Regions from separate parts of the Manis pentadactyla genome. Here region 2 is linked to region 1. A link is a contact called in public Hi-C data. All regions are on one chromosome and are shown on one strand. Each heading gives the region's core, a stretch centred on a gene start, on an enhancer-like site or on the middle of the called end of the contact. The rest is flanking DNA. Distances are from core to core; before and after follow the strand shown. Region 1 holds the start of PARL (presenilin associated rhomboid like). Region 2 holds the start of ABCC5 (ATP binding cassette subfamily C member 5).

Region 1 (7,310 bases), core at 2,770-5,269:
TTTGCTGTCATTTTCTTTGGTCACATTGAATCCATAGAGAACTTGCCCGGGGCTGAAACCCATTGGCAAGACAATTGGTGAAAGTCGGCATGGTTCATTTTTGACCAAGGAAAAAGACAGGCTGCCCTTATGGGAGGGGTGCTTCAGCGGGCTGCCTGTGAATGGGGAGACAGTGGATCGTCCCCCAATGGGTATGTGGTCTGAAGTGGCTTGCCTCCTAGAGGACTGGGCCCCACCCCAGGACTGAAGGCAAGCAGAGGTGACACCTGAGGCAGTAGGGGTGGCCCTTGGTATAGTAAGCAGGTCCTTTGAGACCTGAGTGCCTGTGAGGCAGCGGGAACTGTGGGTTGGCTGCTTCTCAGTCTTAAAAGTCTACAGAGGAGACCCAAGAAATGGCGGCACGAGAACGCGAGCTGCAAACCTCTGTGGATTCCCTGAGGAAGGAGGTGGCATTGATGTGAGAGAAGGCAGCATGAAAGCGCCAGTAGCAAGGTGCCATTGGAGATGAGACGGCAGTGCTGCCAGGTGTTCCGAAGGAGGAAGAGGCCATCAAGGAAAAGGACGAGCCCCTGAGGGAAGCACAGGAGGAGGTGGCAGGAGAACATCAGCTGTGAAGCGTTGAGCTGAAGGTAAGAGACCTTCTGAAGACTGAGCTGGCATTGTTGCAAGGCGTTGTAGCAGAGAAGGCACTCAGGGGAGTGGAGAGAAAGGTGCAATCAGCCCCAGAAATGGAGGGGCTGGGGAAGGATGAAGGGGTGGTGCTGTAGGCACCGGCCCCTCCCGTATTGAAAGAATGCCCAGTGGTTGTAAAGAAAATAAAGACCCAGCAGCTGAAAGTTCCCCAAGGAGAGGAGCAGCCCCCTCCCCAGGTCGTGGAGCACTCTATGGTCCGCCCCTATACTCAGGCTGAGCAGGTGGCTGTGGGACTTAGGGGTGGATGGAATTGTTCTGTCGGGATCAGAGATGGGAGAGCTGTCTTCCCTGACAGTGCAGCCTGCCTTGTGGCAGCGATTACAAAATGCGAGGTGACACATACAGCAGCTGAAGCAACTAAAAACTGTAAAGAAATAAGACCTATTACTCGCAAGAGGAATTTGAGGGGCCTCGTGAGGGTTACGAGGATCCAGATGTGGGTTGATTTGATACAGGCAGGAGTAGATGGAAGGAAATTAGATGGGAAGCCAAATAGGATCTTACTGGAGCTGTGGCAACAGCTGAAACCAGAGCAGCAGTTCCAGCCATTAAGACCAAAGAGGCAGAGGTCAGAGACAGAGCCACGAGTTCGGCCTGTGTGTCTGCAAGACTTTTTGCTGGAGAGGCTGGAGAACAATGTTCGAGCTTCCTTGCACAGGGATCATTGCAGAGGACTAAGGGCACATAGATTGAGAGGAGAGAATCCTGGAGGGGTGGAGTATGGATAAAATGAGAGTTCCTGTGGCCAGGATTCTCACCTGGCCCTGGCTGACTAGCTCACTGCACACCTGTGGGCAGTGCATGGCTGCTGACTATATAAAGAGCTCCGCCCAGTGCTCTGGGCATGACACGGTGGCAGGGCTGCATGGCTGCAGGAGAGCAGAGCAGAGGCTGGAGTGGTGGCAGTGCCAAGGACAGAGGTCCAGAGGACAGCTGTGCAGGATGGCTGTGTGGGACGGCTGTGAGGACAGAGGGGCCCAGAGGCAAGAGACCAGCTTGCTGCATGCAGACTCGCTCTGAGTGAATGGGATTTTAGTGACTGACCTGCCACCTGGAAATAAAGTTGGGTATAACCCTTTCACCCCAAGAACGTTTTGCTGTCATTTTCTTTGGTCACATGGAATCCATAGCGAACTTGCCCGGGGCTGAAACCCATTGGCAAGACAACAAACCCAACTAGAACCCACCCCCCAATACCGCTCACTTCTTAAGCACACCTACCCTCTTTCTTGAGCGTGTACTTTTACTTTTATCTGCTCAACTTGTTTGTGAATTCCTTCTCAAAGTCAAAAACGCTTTTCTGGGTTGAGGTCTCACCTACTGGGCAGGGAGATCTCCCTGGATTGGACTTCCCATCAGCAATCCCACTCTAAAAAATTTAAACTGTTTAAGTGCTACAATCAACTATTTTCTTCTCTTAGCTTCATACAACTGAAAATTTATGCAGGCTTCTTTCAAGCCCAAACCATTTCTCAGAAGTACTGTCAGAAGTCTGATAAAGTTTCTAAAGAGCATGAGATTTTCTCCCTTTTCTGTAAAAGGCCAGATAGTAAATATTTTAGTCTGTGAAGAACAACCTAAATCTCTATCACCCTTTAAAAGCATAGAAACCATTCTTGGCTGGTGGGCTGCCTTAGGACTGCTGTAGGTTGCGAGAACTCTTTATTAACACCTATAGTGCTTATAGAAACTACAAATTCTCAGCTACACTTCAGGCCTATTACATCAGAATCAGGACTGGGCCCAGAACTCTGCTTTTAACCATATTCCTGACTTCATTCTTCACACCAATTTAGAACCAAAGAAGTCAAACCAGAAATAAAGTTAGAGATAAGGTAACTCAAGCTTCCTAGTAACTTTACAGTGCTTATTTCCAGAGGCAAGTAGCATATGCTCTATTCTACCATCAAGTTCATTTTTTCCATGCGACCACAAAAATCTAATTTTCAAACTTTGCATATAAATAACAAACTTGAAAAAAATTAGATGTTAATCTTCAACGTAACGTGTTTCTTCATTTATGTTTTCAACTGGTCTCCAGTTTTTACTGGAGGTGTTTCATTAATCAAGTTATTTTTCTTTTGCTTCCCCTGAAGCAATAGCCTTATTTAATACACCTGTTGCTTCCTAATAGCCACATTCATTTTTCCCCCTCAAATCAAGCAATTTCAACTGGGATTTGGAATAAACAATGGAATCAGGACTATTGAAATCTATCATCACTTCCACCTGACTTTCCTCATTCTCCGCCTCCTCCGAAATTTAAGATTAGTGCCTGAAGCTCCACGTTAGTGTATCATGACGTTAAGATACAACGTATCCAAGTTTTGTTTTGTTTTTTACAAATCCCTGATCTAATTCATTTGGAGTCCTTGTTAGAGCTACAGGTTCTTCTACTCTTTCCCTCCCCACCCCTTTTTGAGTTGATAGGACAAGAACACGTTACAGATCAAAATACACATCCGAATCTTGGGCAGTTGAGGGATTTCTCTCTTCTCTCAACTTAGTATTGAATTATTCTAATGCAAAAGCAGCAAATACTGATAGATTTACTCTTCATACAGTTTCTATTCGGGAAGCCTCGAGTAGTTTTCTTTTCAAATCACCTGGAAACTGAAAATTTCAATCTCAAATCTTCAACGCAAAAGCCTCTCTTACGACGCTGAATGCAGCAAAATGATGCCCTCCTCTGACTCCGCCTTCCCTTACATCTCGAAATGCTAACGATAATTTGTTGAAGAACATAGGCTTTATAAAGACTGATAGAGAATAAAATCTGAACTCTGCCATTCTACCAGCTGTGTAACTGCCTCACTGAAAAAATGGGTCCAATAGCTTCCTCGCGGGATTACAAGGCGTGGCACGAGACTAGCCCTCAGAGGTCAGTTGCCTGTCGGTCCCGTCCCTCCGGATGAGAAAAGGGACAGCGCGGGCTCCCGGAGCCGGCCATTGTGCACTCCGGCCCGGGGCAGGTTGCGCAACGAGAAGCGAGGCAGCTGTACAGAGGCGAGAGAGGAAATAGTAAGGGAGAGAGGAAAAGACGGATGAGGAGAGGGGGTGAGTCGGGGTCAGCACAAGAGGCTCCCTCGGCTTCCTGAGGATGCTCGGCTAGAGTCCAGGGGCCGAGGCGAAAAGCCTGGAACTGCGGCCATTACCTGCGTCCTAGTAGCCGCGGCGAGGCCAGGGCCGCAGTGAGCTCCTCGCAGCTGCGGCCGCCCGCCGGCGGGGCCCACGCCTGACCACAGCCCCAGCCTCTCTGTACCCAGCCTCGCCACGCCATCTTCCCAACCTCTGCCCCACCATGGCCCGACCTTACCAACCCCTGCCGCGAAACTGCTTCCGGGGCGAAGGAAGAACCATAGAGGGCCGAGGAGCGGCCTAGAGCGCCCCCGCGCGGCCGAACCTGGGCCGAGCGGCCATTTTTCTGGGCCGTTAAGCCTGGACCTGTCATGGGCGTGGGGTTGCTGCCCGGCCTTCCACCTCAGCTGCAGAGAGGAAAAAGAGGGAAAACTAGCATTTATTGAGCAATACCGTGTGCCAGGCACTTTACCTAAGTTATTGCATTTGATCCTCTCAAAGCACTTGAGGTTGATATCATCACTGTTTTGCAGTAGCTCAGGGGCACAGAGAGGTGAGTGAAGCACCACTTTTCTTAAATTACCAGTCGTCTTTCGACATCTCACCCTTTCATGTTATGGCACACTTAGGAGGATGTGCCTCAGATCCTTAAAGAAGGTCCAAGCCTGAAATGAAAATCTGGATTCTAGATAAAATTCAAATTTAATGATTCAGCCCTTGCCTACTACCTGTTAGTCAGTGTTAGGGCCTGCCACTCCATCCCTCCCTCCTGCTCTACCTGTAGAGCTTGGGAATTATTTGCAGTTCCTTAAAAGCACCTACTTCTCCCTGGTTCCTACTTATCCCAAGTTCATATACTCACTTCCTGAAACACTTGTCCCTTCTCTCCCTTCTCAGCCTCCCTAACCAACTTGTCCTTAAGACCAACCAGAATTGTCATCTCTTCTGGGAAGCCCCAGAGGAGGACAGTTTGCCTTGACCCTTTTAGGGTACCTGGCCAGGTATGAAAATCAAATTGACAAAGACAGATTAACAAGAGAAGGCATGCAAATTTTACTGAATTTTTACATGTACATGGGCGTTTTCACAGGAGAATGAAGATCTGAGACACCAGAGCAGGAGGATTTTAAACCTTTTAGATAAAAAATACTAATTGTGAAGAATTGCTATGACAATAGGACTTGGCTAGGGGTAGTCCAGCTAGGGCTAGGTAGTCCTTAACTTCCTGGTTAAGGAAGGTAAGGGTTTGTTTAATAAGGTTTGTTTGCCGATACTTCTGATACCTGTTCTCTGGTCTCTGGGCTGATAAGACTCTGTCTCCAGGAAAGAAGATATTTATTCCCTACCTTTAGGCAGAAAAGTGGGACCATATTCTCCAAGAGAGACTCCACCTCCAAATGTCATCACATTGCAGGTTAGGGCTTTAACATATAAATTTTAGTGGGACACAATTTGGTCCATAACACATCTGAGGAAAGAGATTGTGTTGCCCTGTAGAACAAAGGCATGTTTACTGCCCATTATTAAAAGATTCTGGTTCCCTAATGGCTTCCAGTGTATGACTTGTTGGAAAAACTAACATTCACATTGGTTTGTCATAGATGTTAAGTCTGGGATTTGATTTTACTATTTGCAAGCTAAAAAGTAAGGATGCTGGCATAAAACAGGAGACTGCTGGGCCAGACACAGAACATTTTAATATCCATGGCACAAAAAGCAGCATGAGCATCATGTTTGTACGGCTTCCCCTTGTTCTCCAAGTTCCATGGTGGCAATGCCATGGGTCAGATGGATGGTGAACATGAAGTGGATTTGCTTCTCCACTGAGGAAAGTGAGGTTGGGGCATCTACAATTTTAACAGTAAGTCATAAGCAAGCAAACAACCTTGAAAGAGGAAGATGTTTTCCTCCAGAGCAAAGGGGCAGATTTGCATACAATCTTGCATTATAGTCTACTTGGACTGCCATAAGAAAATATGGTAGACCAGGTGGCTAAAACAACAGAAATGTATTTCTCACATTTCTGGAGGCTGGAAGTCTGAGATCACGATACCAGGAAGGAAAGCTCTGAGGAGAGCTCTCTTCCTGGTTGCAGACAGCTGACTACTTGCTATGTCCTCACATGACAGAGACAGCAAGCTGTCTGGTGCATCTCCTTATAAGAGCACTAATCCCATCAAAAAGGCCTACCCTCATGACGTCATCTACACCTAATTATCTCCCAAAAACTCCATCTCCAAATGTCATCACATTGAAGGTTAGGGCTTCAACATATAAATTTTAGTGGGACACAATTCAGTCCATAACACATTGAAGGAAAGAGATTGTGTTGCCCTGTAGAGCAAAGGCATGCTTACTACCCATTATCAATAGATTCTGGTTCCCTAAGCTCAACATTCCTCTTTTATAATGAAATCCACTGAGTGTGCAGGGGTCATTTAGCTATCTTCATGGGAAATGGAACTCAGGAAACCAGCAAAAAATTGCTGATACTACAGCTAATGCTATTGCTGTGAATAATAAATTGCCCTTCATCTCTGATCCGAGATTCTTGTGTTTTTCTACCAGCATCCATAAAACTGTGTCAGGCTAACTTGTTAACTTTAAAGTAGGGTAAAATATCAGAGCCTTCACAGTTACTAGGGATCTGTGAGTTTGCAATTTCAGAGGCAGGCTTCTGAAGGTGCTGACAGGAGTCTGGGGTGTGGCTGTAGGGCTGATGGCTGAAGAGGAACAAGCTGAAAGTCATTAAAGATGAGAAAGCCCAGAAACTGAGAGTCCTAGATGTTGAGTGGATTGCTCACCTTAACTTAGGGCCACCAGGATGTTGGCAGGCCTTGGAATGATCCTGAGTCTTCAGTGAGAGAGGCAGTGATCAGAAGATACATAGTGCTGAGGAAATGCTAGAGATAAAGGCCAGAGTGTCAACTGAGAAATATATGCTCAAGATGTTCTGTGGACAAGTGATCTGGAAGAATCATTGGTGTATGAGGAGGATGTGGTCCACCTCCAGAGCCCCAAGCATCTGAGTTGGAATGTGCTGGGTGTCCTCCTTCCAGATTACTCTGCTGTGCTCTTGCAGGACCCTCAAGACTGACCTTTGTGGACCACATCAAGGGACTCCCTCATCCTCTGGCTTCCCACTGGGCTCAGCCAACTGCAGGCACCAACAGGAGAATGGAGCATGGGAGGAGAAGGGCCATTATCCCACCTACTCCCTTTGTCCTTGATCCACATGGGTTGGTGTCTGTTCTGTTATCAGGATCTCATCATTGCTCAGTTTGAGTGAAGGTGCTGTTTCCGACCAGAACCTGAACTGACAGGAAGAGTAGGCAGCCTCCATCCAAAGTATGCAGGAGAAGCAGGGTCCTTAGGGGATAGCCAGGGGTCAATCCACTGAGATAGTGAGTGGGAAGGATCCATGGGGGTGTGCTGACAATGATCCAGGCTTAGGAGTAATTACTATTATTATTTGCCATTTATTGTGCACTTAGTATCTACCGCGTACTGTGCTGGGTATTTTGCATACATTATCATAT
Region 2 (7,310 bases), core at 2,446-4,945, 130 kb after region 1:
CTATAAATTCCTAACAATGACCTAACGCCAATAAAGAAAACAAAATTTCTTTTTAAGTACCCATCCTATCAAAAGAGAAGGTGTGGTCTAGTACAACAAGCAGATAAGAAAAGAGAAACTGAGTAAAGGAAACACTGACCGGTCGAGTTCTCTCGTACTTGGAGTCCTCGTGGTCTCTGTGCTGCCCGGAAGTGCTGGTTCGCTCCCTCATGTTTCTGTACCCAGGACTGGGGATGATATACTCTTTTCCTATGTCAATATCCTTCATCTTCTCTGAGTGAAGGTGCCAGGGCTCACAGACTCTTGGTTGCACTTGAGAATTTCTGAAATTAAAAATTCATCATGGACAGATACTTCTTAAATTGTGCTTAACCATATGCACAATGCTTTAAAACAGAAAAAAGGGCAAGAGCATTAAAATTTTCCACTGTTATATCTATAAAAACAATTTTTCAAAAAATTTTCAAGTACCATTTCATTTTTTAAAGGAAAAAATATGTGCAATAGAATCAACAAAAATTATCTCCTCCCACCTCTAAGGGGGGACAAAAGATTAGAGAAAATGAACATACTAGTAAAGAGACACTTGCTTCAAGAGACACTCTTCAACAAAGTTCAAACCCAAGGTATACAGCATTTAGATATGTCTAAAATTAAAAAATAATTTAAGACTCTTTGGAAACAACTGAAATTTGTTTCAAGCATTACAAACTCCACAGTTCAAAAACAGGTGTCATTTCTCCTATTGAATTTTACTAATGAAGTCTTACAAAACACCTACTCAACCAATGATACAGCCCATCTCTGCATTTTTATAATTAGGTAATGGGTTAGCTGATGTTATTTTAAAGTTCCATGAAGTTACAGGGCTAAGATACAAAACAACATTGTATCTTAACTTTGAGATTGTCCTAAAATTAGATAGTGGTGGTGGCTGCACAATTCCGTGAAAATACTCACCAAATGCTGAGGTATAAACTTAAAAGGTGTGAATTTTATGGTATATAAATTATATCTCAGTAAAGCTGTTATTAAAAAAACAATAAGAAAACAAATTCCCCAACCTGTCCTATTAAGTCTTACCTAGTTTCTGCCTGAAACACTGTCTAAATCCTTGTTTGCCTAGCTAACTCTGTCAACATCCTGTATGAACACTGGTTACTTTTGAAAAAAATAAAACATATACATTCCTCTCTAAAATGTTCCCTCCACTCTAAGCTGGGTTCAAAGCTTCCCAGATACGAACTGAAAAAACACCCTTTATACCAGCTTCACTAGAAATTTAAGTATAGCTACTTTGCCTTTTGGATTCCATAAATTTGTAACTACCACTGTGACTTAAAAGTACTACTTTGCAGACAAAATGCTAATAGCTACAATTCACTTTTTAAGGCATCAGAAAAAAGGAGAACCCATACTAATCCTCTAATTTAAAAAAAGACTAAATCTGCTCTACAGAGACGTTTCCAGCCCAAAGAAAGCTTGATTTTCTTGCCTTTCAGAGGTCCGGTTCAAATACCCTGGGTTGATATTGCGAAGTTGCTTATCTTAAAAAAAAAAAAGTCACCTTGTCCAATGACGAACTGCTGCAGAAAGAACACCAGCTCACAACCATGAGCACAGCAATCATGTCACTGAGACCTCATTAACCTTAAACAATAAATAGACCTGGCTCCTGCCAGTGTCCCTGGTGTTGACCTGCAGCTGCAGATCAGGGAAATCCTTCTTGTTACAGGGATCACAGAAGGCCAACCCTCCTCTTCAAAGGTTTGCTAGCCTACCTGATTATCTGGCAGCTGAAAAGGTTAGTCCTACTTTGAAAAAAGGCAGGAGGGGAGGAAGTTTGAAAGAGAGGAGGCCAAAGTAACTCATTCATAATACCAAATGCCACGTTAAGAACATAAAGATCACCTCAATTATCTAAGAACCGTTGACAACCAAGGTTTCTTTTAACCACTTTATTTCAAATTATTCTGCGTCTGAAGGGTGTGGGCAACAGTTTTCCATTACCTTCAACACTCCTGCTTCTTTAATTTCCTGGGGAAAGCAGCATGGCTATGAAGAGCAGGCAGGCCTACAGTGGCACAAAGTTACTATCTCTTGGCCTTGAACATAAGGTTATCCATCATCCGTGTACCAGGAATATAAGGCAGGGCACCACACACAAAAGCCAGCCAAGACCTAGGAAGCCTCATAGGTTTTGGAAAAAAACAAGGCCCAAATCTGGAAAAAGCAATTAAGATCACTAGGCTAGACTTTGATACTGTTTGTATTTCCCTATTTTCTTCTGTTCACCCTTAAAGTTGTTAAAAAGTATTTTTTAAATGCTAACTTGCCTCAGCTATCAAGAGAGAAAAAAGGGAAGAGATTTTTGTTTATGTTTGAGCCAGAGCTGTACAATGACACTAGCAGAAAAAGGAAACTGTAAGACCACCACCACCCCTCTTCAAAGAAGTACCCATACTCAAAAATCAACAGTGAGGCCACTGGTCAGCTGCCTTTTTTATCAAGACTCTCCTTCCAGGGACAAAAGTGTAGGCATTCTCCCTGCACAACGATGCAGAGGAAGCTGCACTGGGGGAGGGGGGCTGCACACGATTAAAGGAACCGTAACTAGCTAGACTGGTGTTTCCAAATTGCCTTTACTACATTCCTTAAGTCTCCAACACCTCAGGAATCTCATTCCAGGCTCTGAAGCTGCACAAGATAACTTGAAGCTAAAAGATTACATATTTACCACCCTCCTATAATCCACTTGTTGCATCTCCAACTTTCTGCACCTTTCACTTATGCTAGAGACCCCAGTATAACCTACCCATCTCTTCCTTCAAAACCTGAAACATTGCCACTCATTCCTGTGCCCATCTGCCTCCTGCCTCTCCATGTCTGTGCAGAAACCAAATGACCCCTGCATAATAAATACAGAGCAACGTGCAGCTCTGGGTGATGGTGGAAGTGAAAAGGGCACTGATGACAGTAGAGAGATCTGCGTTTCATGCCTGGCTCTGACCAGGGTTTGCTCTACGTACTTGTCACGAACCTCATTTTACCCATTTGCAAAAAAAACCGAAAGGATGACTTCCAAAGTCGCTGGCAGCTAAAAATCTCCGGTGTGCGGCTTGAGGGGGGGGGGGTTGCCCCAGGCCGCCCTCCCCACAACCTTGAGGATGGGGGCTCCTCTCGGGCCAGCTTCGCCTGGGATGCCCCGGCCCCGCCCTGGGGATGCCCTAGGGCGTTCCCACCGCCAGCTCAGGCCTGGCGAGTGATAGAAACCCACACCCACGGGCCGCGGGAGCAGCTCCCCCTGGTGGCTGCAGCCGCGAATGTCGCCAGTACCCCGACCATTCATCCCACCCTACCTGCCTTCCCACGCCAGGACCTCACCGCGAGCCCTCAGAGGTCGCGTTCCGAGGAGAGCGCGGCGGCCGACGAGAGGGAGGCCAGGCCCCGTTTCTCTGGTCCTGGCTTGTCCTGAACTGCTCGTATTTCGGATCACAACCCGCCAGCCCCGGAGGAAACACACGGGGAGATCCCCGCGGCAGCCGAGGGAGAAGGAAACGGTCCGAAGGTAGCCGCCACCTACCTGCGGCCCGGCTGCAAAACAGCCGCACCGGCCACTCGACCACGCTCCCGAGCATCAGCCCCGCAGCAAAACAAGCCTTTATAGCGGCATTGGCCGCCACACTGCGCAGGCGTGTGGCACAAAGACTGCCCAAGGCTGAAGGGAAATGTAGTCCCTCTTCCAGGAGCCAGAGGCTCCACGCCCGGCAAAGGACTCCATTTCCCAGAAGCCCGTAGAAGCCCTGGAGGCGGTGCAGGCTGCTCCTCCTTTCCAGCGCGCTCCTGGCTCTGCACCATCCTTCCCAGAACCTCCGCGAGCCCATCTGGAATCTTCCACGAGGCCGTGTGCCCCAGTGGAGAGCCGGGAGGGTTGACTGTAGCCCTGTGAGCGATCAGCCCAGTGTTTTTAGGCAACGGGGTCGCGACGGTGTGCGGCCGTTTATAGTTAGAAAACACCGTGAAGGTCATAATAGCCTCTGTGTCCTTGCCACCAACCAGCCCCACATCTGTTGTGGCACTTAACAATTACGATTGCTTACTCAGAATTCGACCCAGCTTTCTACGCCGATATCCCACTACCCATTAGGTAATGTTGTGTTGCCCGGTATCTATCACAGTTTTTAGAATGAAAGGAGCCTTAGAAACGATATGCCAACTCTTCCCTTTTATAAATTAAACTGAGGTTCCCAAAGAAATTAATCACTTTAGTTCTCTGTGTTTCCTCTGTACCCTCAACATGATCATAACATAACCACTCTCCGCTGAGTGCCTACCTACTCTATCTGGTGCTTTACATACAATTACTGTTTCTCTTAATCTCCTTAACAACCCTGTGTAAGTATTATGATTACCCATTTCATATACATATATATATATATATGAGGATAACATGACTTGTCCATGTTTGACACTAATGTATCAAAGCTGAGGTAATTAATACAGTGTTTCTACACAAGAATGAATAAATCAACCAATGTATTGGTTTGTATAAGTCAAACAGACCATGTAGTTTCTATGCTTGATTCGTGACAGAGAAAACATTACAAATCAGTGGGGAAAGGAAAAAGATTTGATAAATAGTGGTGCGGCAATTAGTTATCCGTATTTTTTAAAACTCAGGGATTACTGCTTCATACCACACAGAAAAATCAATTTCAGACAGATCAAAGGTCTATCTGTGAAAGGGAAAACTTTAACACATTAAGAAGAAAATGTGAAATATCTTTATGAACTTGGGGTAGAGAAGAACTTCATAAACAAGATACAAAAACAAAGAAAAGGAAAGATTGATACATTTATTATATTAAAATGCGAACTTGTGTAAAAGATGCCGTAAAGTGAGAAGATAAGCTACAAGTTATAATTGACAAAGTTTTTAAATACCAAATTACAAATAATTTCTATAACTCAACAAGAAATGGCAAATAACCCAATAGGGAAATAGGAAAAGGATATGGACAGTTTCCATTCACATTTCACTGGGGACAGTTTAGTCATATGGGCACATCTGGAAGGGAAACTGAAATGCAATCCTCAGCTGGACAGCTATGAGCCATCTACAACTTCTTAACAGTGGAAGAAGGAAAGAACAGTTCTGGTGGATGCTAATATTTCTACTACATACACTTTTCCTTGAACCCAGCAATTCCACATCTATATATACACTCTATGGTAGCCTTTCTCAGTGGAGTCTTCTGCAGGTAAATTAAAACCTACACAAAATTATTTGAGTCACCATTTTTCTCAGTACTCTCAAGGATAACACACACGTCGCTCTAGACACCCAAAGGAGTAGTTAATTCATTGAACACAATACCTTAGAGCATTAGGGCTTGATGCCCTTAGTTGAGAAAAGCTGCCCTCAAGAGTCTTCCACAGATGTACACAAGGAGATATATTTGTTGTGCGTTGTCTGCAATAGTGAAAAGACTCTAAATTCTATTAACAGAGACGGGATAACCAGATTATGATATTAGTACAATGGGATCCTATATAACAAAAAATACGGGCTATAATGTATCAATATATATAAATCTTAAACACAATGTTGAGCAAAAGTAAGTCACAAAAAGACTGAAATTGCATGACCACATTTATATTAATTTTATAAACATGTAAAAATATATGTTGTTTATGGATACACAGATGTATCTCAAAATATAAAGCCAGTCTGGGAATGATAACAGTTTCAAGGTGTAGTTACCTCATGTTGGAGGAAGGGGAATGAGATCAGGGAGGGATACACATGGGGCTTCATGTTTCTGTAATATTTTTTTTAAATGACTTATAAATGTTAAAATTTAACAAAGCTTGGGGTTGGATATACAGGTGCTTTTAATATGATTTGCTGTACTCTTTAGTAGTCTTTAAGTATTTCATATGTATATATGCACACACACACATATATACCAGTCTCTACTGATGAGAATTGCTGAAGCACCTCTGGCCATCCCATTAGATACGGAAAACCTTTTTTCAATGTACCTCAAGTCACCTTGCCAAAACATGCTGATACTCCCAACTATGCCTCACTGTAGAACCCAAACTTGCATATCTGGTACCTTCATATAAAATAAAAAGCTTCTAAAATCTCCCTGAAATACTTCAGATAATGTACATTGAGTATAGGTTAAAAAAAAGAAGAAGAATGAAAAACACTATATGGCTCTGGTGCCAGGCCTTGATACACTATGGTATCTTGGTCTGCCCAAGGACAGATAGCCTAGGTCAAAGTCTTATACCTAACTTATATACATTACAGAGCATCCCTTCCTTGAAATGTGTCTGCATTGTGAAATGTTTGGGGGATGGTATTCTTCAACTGTCAGGCAAGAGTCTAGAGAATTTATGTTGAAACATAGATTTGTATTTTAAAATGTTTATGTTGTATAATGTCACCTAAAAATATTCATTCAGTCATTGACAGAAATACAATGGAGCTAAAACAGACACGTTTCCTGCCCTCATAGGGCTAAGAGTTCCAAATGAACATTAATCCAAATTTAAATTACAACTGTGATAAGTACTAGAAAAGGGAGGTAGGTCTTACATCTGAAGGATAGTAGAAGTTAGTGCGGTGAAGACCGTGGAGGTGTGCAGAGAAGACAGCACTCCAAGCAGAGGGACCAGGAAAGGCCAAGCAGTGGGAGAAGGAAGAGAACATCTCCGAAGGCCTTGTATACATTACAGGTCTTAAGACAAAGAGAAAAAAGGCAAAACAAACCATCACATGGGTTGTCAAAGGAGACTGGGTAAGGGTCAAGAATACAATCTGCATTTTGAAAACCACACTGTAGCTGGCAGACTGGAGAAAGAACTAGAGGTAGCTAGAATGAAAGGGAAAGGTCTTGCTGGGAGTGACTGTTGTCTTCCAGGAAAGAGATCATGGTGGCTTGGACAAGGATAGTGGTGAAAAAGGTGGAGAGAACAGAATGGACTGAAGAGAAATTTAGGAAGTAAAATTAATAGACCTTGTTGATAGGTTAAGACATGGTGGGATGAGAACAAGAGGTGTCAAGGGTAACACCTAGGTTTCTGTTTACAGAACTGGATGGACAGTGGTACCAGCACAGCCCACTGGTATAAGTGTTCTGCTGCAATAGCCTCCATACCTTCCTCTGCCCAGTTTGTCTGGAGCTAATGTCAGGTGGTAATGATCACTCCACATTTGCTGTGGCTCTCATGTTGAATTCTTCTGCCAGTTAGAAAGACAAAATTTCTCTTTTGTGGATCAATTTTGCAACGAAAGT

The links. Hi-C and Micro-C count contacts between places; a contact is called where the count stands out from the background.
Region 2: a contact with region 1 is called in a Hi-C map of fibroblasts, with 5 times the contacts expected there. The contact joins the promoter of ABCC5 here to the promoter of PARL in region 1. A contact is called at or near these places in 2 of 3 Hi-C or Micro-C datasets (fibroblasts and skin fibroblasts).

What each region holds. Positions count from the first base shown.
Region 1 is chr1:114,038,384-114,045,693 of mManPen7.hap1, forward strand. It overlaps PARL (presenilin associated rhomboid like), which reads right to left and starts at 4,020. Exons shown (of 9, transcript XM_057500512.1): 1 at 3,849-4,020. The coding sequence starts at 3,973.
Region 2 is chr1:114,166,784-114,174,093 of mManPen7.hap1, forward strand. It overlaps ABCC5 (ATP binding cassette subfamily C member 5), which reads right to left and starts at 3,696. Exons shown (of 31, transcript XM_036875147.2): 1 at 3,584-3,696; 2 at 573-647; 3 at 140-323. The coding sequence starts at 268.